2 separate regions of the Zea mays genome follow, and region 1 is linked to region 2. Evidence: chromatin contacts called from public Hi-C data. All regions are on one chromosome and are shown on one strand. Each heading gives the region's core, a stretch centred on a gene start, on an enhancer-like site or on the middle of the called end of the contact. The rest is flanking DNA. Distances are from core to core; before and after follow the strand shown. Region 1 holds the start of LOC103635163 (hydroxyethylthiazole kinase-like). Region 2 holds the start of LOC100501769 (Dephospho-CoA kinase).

Region 1 (4,422 bases), core at 1,402-3,901, 760 kb after region 2:
GATGAGGTGCATCCTAAGAGAGGCAGGCCCCTTGGCTGACTCCATCCCAATCTCTCCCACCAGACCAAAGATGGCAAGAGCGCATGCCGCTGCAACTATGGCATCAGAAGGTTCCATGGCAACAAATGCAGCAATAAGAGCAGTCACAGCGCACCCTGTTGCGGTGATCTTCTGCATCATGGGCACACCGTTGCTCACGCTGATAACCTGCTTCCCATCAGTGACGAAATCAACAGCTCCAGATACCGCGACAACAGCACTGCTGGACAGTGCCAACGCTTTTGCAGCTTCAATAGCATCAACAGAGCAATGTGAACTGTCCACACCCTGCAATTTGATCAGAAGTTGATTCCCGTGGCAGTAAGATGTGAATGGAATACGTAATATTACTGGTGTGTTTTTGTTGCTAAGGTCTAGTTTGGGAACCCCATTTTCCCAAGGATTTACATTTTTCCAAAAGAAATTAGTTCATTTTCCCTTAGGCCCCGTTTATTTCGTTGGAATTGAATTCCATTTTAATAATTATACTTTGGACAAAACTAATTAAGTTCATATATTTATATATGTAATATATTTGTATATTATCCTAAATCATATGAGAGAGATAGTTATATACTACATTTATGTTATAGCGAAGCAAGTATAAGAGTGTGCTATAAGTTGTACATCGGGAAAATAGTATGTAAATCTATAGAATCAATTTCCATCTCTCATCTCATGAATTTGAGATAGTCTTGTATGATAACTTTGGAAAGTGGTAGAATGTCACATTCTAAAAAAATAGTCTATTCCATTAGTAAGATTCCAATTCCTCAAATGAAAGGAAACAAACGGGACCTTAGGAAAATAGGAATCCCTTGGAAAAATGAAGTTCCTAAACTAGCCCTAATCTGAACAGTACGGAGAGAAGGCGCTTAGGTATTCCTGGAGTTGTAAAAGGGTATAATTTGGCAATGATGAAGATAAAATCGTACTCAAACTAGCCATAATACCCGGAAGACTAACAAGCAGACATGCTTGTCATAGGCCATGGAGAACTGTGAAGAGTAAAGGGCACTGTTTTAAAGGCGTTACCTAGGTGACACCTAGGCGTCCAGGCGGTGGTCCAACGTCTAGCCGCCTTGGGCGCCTACCTCGCCTAGGCGTCACCTAGGCGTCCAGACGGCGGTCCAACGCTTTGTCTCGTCATACCGCTTTAAAAACCATGGTTAAGGGGAATGGAAAATCAGATAATAGAAACGTAGCAGAGGAGAAAAACATTATGCAGTGTTTTACATTTAAATTATCAGAACATGGTGACAACATTAGAGTGTAATTTCTTGTTTTCCGTTTTTTCAGTTAACTTATGGGTATTTAGTCCTAACAGTCCTAGGCTGGGTCACTTGAGATAAACCAATCAAACAGTCAGTTCCGGTCCTGGGGCAGGGCGAGCATGCGGTTATCTAGTCCACACAGGCACACATTATTTTTGTGTTTTGGCCCACGCAGTGCACCTTCGTCTTCATGGTGGCTGCCGACTGGCTAGCACCTGTCCTGTTCCTGTCGCCACCTGCCATCATCGCGCAAGTTTACGATGCTCTGTGCGACTGCATCTCAATGCAGCCACAGCAAGCCCGCGCCAGATCGTGAGTTCATTACTTGATTGAATGACTTTGTATCAAGACATGTTGAAGATAACCATATATTATATATTTTTGTGTTTGATATGAATGTTTTTATGCATGTTTGAGTGTTTATTAACGACATATATATAAGGGCCTCATATTTTAAATCTTGCTCTAGGCTACATCTAGCTCAGTTAGGATTTGTATTCCTTGCTTGGGTTTGAGTTAGGAGCATGTGAAATGTGAATCATAATATCATATCAGTCAATAGAATAATGTAGTACCAAAGGTGTATACAGGTTTAAAATTTAAAAGTTGCAGTTTGTGAGGACGCGAGATTTCCATTTATTTACCTTAATTCAGTTAAATCTAGTGAACCTAGGCAGTGCGATCCATAACAAATCCATAGTCTTGTTAGTCTTTCTTTTATCCTTGATTGCATTGGAATTACTGAAGAAAGAACATAAGAATGACGGGGATAAGATAGAGAAGTACCTTGAAATTGGAAGAGGCGGCGGTTGAGCGGGAAGCGAGCGCGAGAATTTCAGAGGCGTTCCCCCTGACGACTGCTGGGCAGAGCGACAGAAGCTCGAGGCAGGCTTTCATCCGGAACCCGGAGGCGGCGGCGGCGACGGGGTCGAGCACCCAGGGGCGGCCGGCGGAGGCGGCGGCGCGCATGGAGGGGAGCCAGTCCTCCGAGAGCGTGCCGACGTTGACATACACGGCGTCGCAGCGCGGGGTAAAGTCGGGCACCTCGCGGAGGGAGTGGACCATAGCCGGGGAGGCGCCCGCGGCGAGGAGCACGTTGGCGGCGATGTCCATTGAGACGAGGTTGGTGATGCACTGCACTAGCGGCGCCCGTGCACGAACAGCGGAGAGGAGGGACCACGCGCGGTGGCCCCACCACACTTGACCCATCTCCTCCTCCTTCGCGCCAACGTCCATGGCAGCGGCCGCCGGCGGTAATAGCGTAGCGGGAGGCGCAATTCCTTTTTCCTCTTTGGCTTTCGGGAAGGTGGAAATTACCCTGCAGCAGGAGATTTATTTTAAGGCGCTCCATTTCTATTAGCAGAGCAATAGATATACAACAGGTGAGACCACATGTTTTAACGAGCCACGACACGACATCACACTTTAGGTGCTGAAAAAAAAAGTTGGAACTCGACGAGCTGACTCGGGCTCGCAGCAGCTCGGCTCGGACCAGCTCGACACTCGTAACGAGTCCGAGTCGAGCTTGTTTTTGTGGCTCGTGAAAAGAGCGAGCCAGCTCGGCTCGGCTCGGTGCAGCTCGCGAGCTGGCTCGTAGCTCCACCCAATAATAATTTGTTATATAAAATCTTAATTAGCATATAATATTAGTACCGAGTAGACAATAATTTATGTTATTTGAGATTATTATGCAAAAATAATCTATTTTTATATTATATTAGTGATATATCTATTTTACTAATTTAAAATATGTTATTTAAAATATTTTTAAGACTTTATATTATAATTTAGAAAGCAGATTTACGTTTATAGCTAGGCTCGTTGGCTTGGCGAGCCGGCTCGCGAGCCCAAAGCAAGCCGAGTCGCTTTTCCGAGCTCGCCAGATGGGCGAGCCGAGCCGAGCTCGGCTCATTGCATGAGCGAGCCGCAGCGAGCCGAGCTCGGCTCGGCTCGTTTCCACCCCTAGTGCCACGCCACCATAATTGGCGAAAGACAGTGACAGAAAACAATGACAACCAAAGGCAACAATAACAGCCTCCCAGATGGAATTATTACATTCAGAGAGAACTGCAGAAAAGAAATCAGGCACACAACAACGTCCAGCCACCGCGCCAACACACTTCGGTTTTAAGACCTGTTTGGTTCGTGGCTAACTGTAACACACATTGTCTAAGGTTAGTCGTTTGAATGGAAGAACTAACCTTAAACAGAAAAGTTAGGCAAAATATGGCAAGTTAGCCAGCGAACCAAACATATCCTTAATCTTCTGTGGCGACACATCTTCCTCCCCTTCCTTATTATGTCCATTATCACGATCGCCCAGCTTGACGCTGGCAGCACGGACCAGCAACTTCGCCCCTTCCTGGATTAAATCTTGGAACTCCCTCTTGCTCAAACCTGCCAAGTAGGTTAGAAGCGCACAAGAATGACACACAATATCTCTACGAGATCTGATCAAAACATTCTCAAAACATGTATTATTAGGAGCTTTCCATATGGCCCAACAAATAACAGCCACACCTATCACATGGATATCTTCGATCAGAGACGCAATATACATGAGCCAAATCCAACACTGTTCAATGTTACTAGGCACCAGAGAGGTATTAAAGCAATTTGCAACACTTCCCCACATAGCTTTAGCGAACACTTACGTTTAACCAGGTTGTCTTTGGTAAAACTACAAAAACTGCAAGTTGTATCTCCAATCCACTTACGTTTAACCAGGTTGTCTATGGTAAGAATCACTTTATTTTCCAATAACCACATGAAAATCTTAATCTTAGGACGTAATCTACTCTTCCAAATATGACCCATACCAAGGCCCTGATCAGTATTTAATAGAGCATTATACATAGATTTCACAGTGAACTGTTTTTTGGGACCCCACTTGAAATGATATTAGGTTGATCCTGAAAAATAAATTTCTCAGCCATAGCACAGATATAATCCCACATAATCCTAGGGGCTCCGTGGAGCCACCTTCTAAAAGATAGATTCCAATGTTTTTCCTTCGCCTTTTTTTACCATGATTCCTTTGTCATCACAAATGTCATAAAGGCAAATATTCAAATCACTAAGAGCTTTATCAAATCACCATGCATCCTCC
Region 2 (4,818 bases), core at 663-3,162:
CTCCAACAAAATATCATTCCCGAAGGCTTTTTACAATCTTCTTCCAAACCTCCAGTGCCTTTCTGCACTACATCCTATAAATGCATGGTTTTCATAATCAGCATGATGTTTGTAAAGCTCACACAGTTGCAATGCCTCACAAGCTTACAGCATCGAATAAAAATTTCAGAACTCTGAAAATACAATTATCAACCATGCACCATGCTTTCCAGTGCGAGTAATGTATCTAAGCCATTCATTTTAGTAGCTATGGTTGTGGTTTTTGTGTACACTGGCTGTCAGGTTGTGTAGAAAAAGGGCAAAATAACTCCGTTCCAGGCATTCCTTGTTTTTAGTTCCGTCATTTTAGGCAACATTAAGTCATTCAATCGTTCAGGTAACATTAAGTCATTACAACGTACAGGAAACATTAAACCATTCGAATATTTTGAGCGCATTAAGCAAGGTTTTAAAGTTGTCCGACTAAGGCCTTATCACTAGTCCAAGCTCGATTAGGGTCTCCGACTCGACTAGAGCGACTAGGTAGCGATTGGTCATCCTAGTCACCAACTAATCGCGATTAGTCGTCCGACTAGGGGTTATGGTCAACTAGTTATGCCTGTTTTGGGCCACTAATCCAGCCTCTATTATGTGGGCTGGCCCACCATCTGTATACTACACAAACACTGTTTTTCCCTACGCTTCTACCTGTACCAATATGATACGCACTGTCTCGCGGGCACCCTTCCCCAGCACCGGCACCCCTTCTCCAGCGTCGCTGCCCCTTCTCCATCGTTGTGCCCTCCTCTCCCGCCGCCCTGTTGTGCTCCGGCGACCCTCTGCTCGAGCAGCAATTGCGCCCCCTGCATCGCGCGGCGGCTGTAGTCTGCAGAGACCCCCCCCCCCCCTCTAGCGCGCTCATGTCCTCCTCTGTTGTCTGTTCAATGGCTGAACAGGCGAGTAGGCGACCACTCCTCATCTGTTTAGAATTCAGAGACCGAGATGAGCACCACTTTAAACTATAATTGCTCTGAAATTTTGGTTGTTCAGTGTTCTCTGTTCACTTATTGAGCAGTATTGCGCCCGCCTTGACCTCCTCTTGAGTTGTGCTTCACTTGATTGTTGTGCCACTGTAGATGAGAATAGAAGGCAGCGTAATAATGTTGAAGTCATTTCCCCAGAATCTGTGTTGCCATAGCCCCAGAACGATGGCAGTGGCACAGGTACAATTCATGCAGTCCTGCGGTCCACCTAGGCAGCTACAGCTATATATATTCATATATATATTGATACACACACAGCCAACACACATGGTACTGTTATAGGTGGGCGACTAGGAGTCGACTAAGCTCGACTAATCAAGCAAATCAACGTTTAATCGCGATTAGTCACCTTATCTGTGCTCAGACGACTAGAGTTGACTAGCCGACTTTAAAACCTTGGTATTAAGTCATTCGTTAAATCATTTTTGGCTCGGCTCGTGGGCGAGGCGCACGGCCCAACTCGCCCGGGCGGGGGGTGCTGAAAGCAGCACAAAATTTGATTTCTAGATAGCAACCTTTGCGCGGATAGCATCAGATAGATCCAGGTTTGGGCCGCGGGCTTAGCTTACCCGAGCAACGATGTCTGCATCGACGACGGGGACGCCGGCGTCCTTGAATAGGTTGGAGACAGTGCTCTTCCCGGACGCGATCCCGCCCGTCAGGCCGACCAGCCTCATCTCCTCGGGTTCCCCCCTCTCGCTGTAAATGATAATAGAGAACACCCTCAGCTGCCGACATCATACTTACACCAGAGTTGAGCACTAGGACGAGAGGAGATCCAAATTGGGGCCTTGGGGGCGAAAAAAAAATTACCTGGAGGTGCCGCAGTCGAAGGCGCTCGGCGGCAGCGATGGGTTAGTTGAAGGGAGCGGGTCCGTCGGGGCTTTTTTTTTTCTTCTCTAGTTGAGACTTGAGATTGAGGTACTGATAGATGTCATTTATAAAAAGTTAGAGTTATTAAATAATTTTAGTTTAAAAATAAATAAGAATAGAGCTCTATCATAATCGGATCCATTCTTAAATTTTGTAGTATAAAATCTAGAGTCCATTACCACATCTAGATACTGACCTTAAAAATGACCTGTTATTTTAGAGCTTCAAATAGAAAGAGCAAGTGAGCAAAAGATTATTTTAGTCATTTCTCGCTTCAATAACTAAGATTTAGGGTGTTTAGTTTAGCTTTCTTAACCAGATTTACTGATAAAAATCTAAAATCTTAACTAAACTGGTACAATATCAGATGAAAATATAAAGATTTTTCTAGTTCAATTCATAATCATCTTCTACCTTAGATTTTTTAGATTCTTATCATTCATGTTATAAGCTATCTGACCATCAACTCACAACAACTTTCTAACAACTATAATCTGATTTTTCAGAAATCTACATCTAAACCAAACAAACAATTAATCAGTTTGCTTTATCTCCTCGATCCAACAGGCCCTTACTGTTAAGGCCTGTTTTGAGTGGTTGTCGCAGACTCCGCATTCCGAGCAAGTGAGTGCAGCTAGGCTAAATGCCCTCACGTGCAAAAGCGTTTTAGAGAAGATTTTGTCCAACGGGATCTGTTCTACACTAGGTAAAGCTTCAATGGCTGAGTGGTCTTCAATAACTATATTTGGGTGAAGTTTCACCTAGGACGATGAATAGTGCTGCCTTTTATATGTGTGCTTCAGCGGTATTCTCTAAAGTGTCCTCCAAATATAGAGAATGATCTTCCATACCCCATATATATAGTCTCTTTTCTATATCTGTTTTTATACTTTAAACAATAGACTAAGCACTAAAATATGCATAAGATATTTGAGGGTATGATAAATAATGATGTATAAAAATCTAGAGTTAAATATGTTGTTGATGCAGAAAACCATGAGTCAAACACTCAGGAACTCGGGAATAGTGAGTGAGCAAGGAAAACAACAAGCCGGGAGCGCAATTTCTTTGTTAAACGTGTTCGAAATACCTATAGGACCAATGTATTTATAAGGATGGTTGTAACACCCCGTCCACTCTCGGACCGACACTACAGGTACTTGCTCTTGATAGCCCTATAAGATCATATATCATCCCCACAGGCCAACACGGGCCTTTTGTGCACACTTTGTCCTCACTCATAAGCACCCGAAAAGATTTCCCGGTTGGTCACCCATCTCAAGATTGCTCTAGGACAAGCACGCTTAACCCTGAGGTTCTTTCAAGACAAGCTTCCAAAAAAGAAGATACACCTTGTTGGTATGAATATTCTATTAATTCTATTAAGCTTTGGGTCAGTATATCACCATCCACCTAGACCAAGATATCACAATCCATCCCCCTTAGAAGACCAATGTCCTCGTCGATCAACCCTAAGCCAAGAACCTCTCCTCTTGGCCACGTATTTATGTCTAGTGTCGTCATATGCCATGCCATGTCACCACTCTGGGCCCACATGCGCCATGCACCATATACCAGAACCCCCTAGCCCACACACGCCCGTGAAGCGAGTGTTGGCTCTGATACCATTTGTAACATCCCATCCACTCCTAGATCAGTAGTATTTACTCCTGGCAACCCTCTATGATCATATATCATCCCACAGACCAACATGAGTCTTTTTGTGTACACATTGTCCTCAATCATACGCACCCAAGAAGACTTCCCGATCGGTCACCCATCCCAAGATTTCTCTAGGCCAAGCACGCTTAACCCTAACATGCTTCCGAAAAAGAAGATGCGCCTTGTTGGTATGAGTACTCTATTAATTCTATTAAGCATTGAGCCAGGATATCACCATCCGGGGGCTAGGATATCGCAATGGTCGGGGGTTGGTAAACCCAAGTACTATTATGCCCCTGGCCACCAACTATATTCCCGACATGCATTGTACAACGGGGTAATTACAGTGTAAAAAGTATGAGTTCTCCTGTTACACTCAAACTAATACCATATATGGTCACTGACAAGTGGTCCTAGGGTGGTCTAGTCCTGTCCCATGGTGGTCGATCAGTGTGATGGACTAACACATGTCTTCTTCTCTTAGTGGCGAGGGCACTGGCCCCTCGCAAACTCGGTCGACCTGTTAGAGTGATCCGCCTTTGTCTTCACTAGACCACCGGCTAGAGATCGAAGGCTTCGTCATCCGAGGGCGTTTGGCCCCAGTTGACATCGCCTTCGAGGCGGGGAGACCTAGGGTCCTGGCACCCGGCTGTGGGGAACTTCGCTCCTTGTTTGTTTATCTGTCCCTGGATCAGTCTTTGGGCGAAGTGGATTAATGCATGGGGAAAACGATCGAAGGGGCATTCGGCCTTTGTACCAACACCATACCCCCCGAGGGATAGGTTCAACTTGTTGAGTCAATCCCAAAGTATTTTTAGAAGAGTCAAATGAACGTTGTCCTCGATCGCAAGTTAAACCTTTGTCTCATTTTTTCGACCGTTGTGTGGTGACATGCACGACTGTGATGTGTGTGACACGTCTTTTGATGGTCGTGATTGTGGTGTTATCGAGGTGGTACGTGCTTGCTATAAAAGGGGTGGGACAGAGATTACTTTTCCATGCCTGCCATGCTTTTTCCTTCGCCGCCCACCTACTAGCGTTCTCGTGTCGCTCGACCGTCGTTCATGCCGCTGTTGTGCGATCTGGCAAAGAAGCAAACTATGTTCCACCGTCATTGATATGTATTGCCACCCTATTCTTCATCATTGTCATAGAGTGTTGAGCCCCCTCAAGCAAGGAGGTGGCAATGGATTCTGGCAAAGATAGGGTTGGCTTGAAGCAGAAAGCGTTGTCCGATGAAAGCAAATGGAAAAAGAGGGTG

The links. Hi-C and Micro-C count contacts between places; a contact is called where the count stands out from the background.
Region 1: a Hi-C map of ear shows a contact between it and region 2, with 3 times the contacts expected there. The contact joins the promoter of LOC103635163 here to the promoter of LOC100501769 in region 2. A contact is called at or near these places in 2 of 25 Hi-C or Micro-C datasets (ear and tassel).

What each region holds. Positions count from the first base shown.
Region 1 is chr8:48,585,551-48,589,972 of Zm-B73-REFERENCE-NAM-5.0, forward strand. It overlaps LOC103635163 (hydroxyethylthiazole kinase-like), which reads right to left and starts at 2,652. Exons shown (of 3, transcript NM_001397154.1): 1 at 2,100-2,652; 2 at 1-327. The coding sequence starts at 2,549.
Region 2 is chr8:47,826,653-47,831,470 of Zm-B73-REFERENCE-NAM-5.0, forward strand. LOC100501769 (Dephospho-CoA kinase) reads right to left here and starts at 1,913. Exons shown (of 4, transcript NM_001196431.2): 1 at 1,836-1,913; 2 at 1,592-1,721; 3 at 1-74.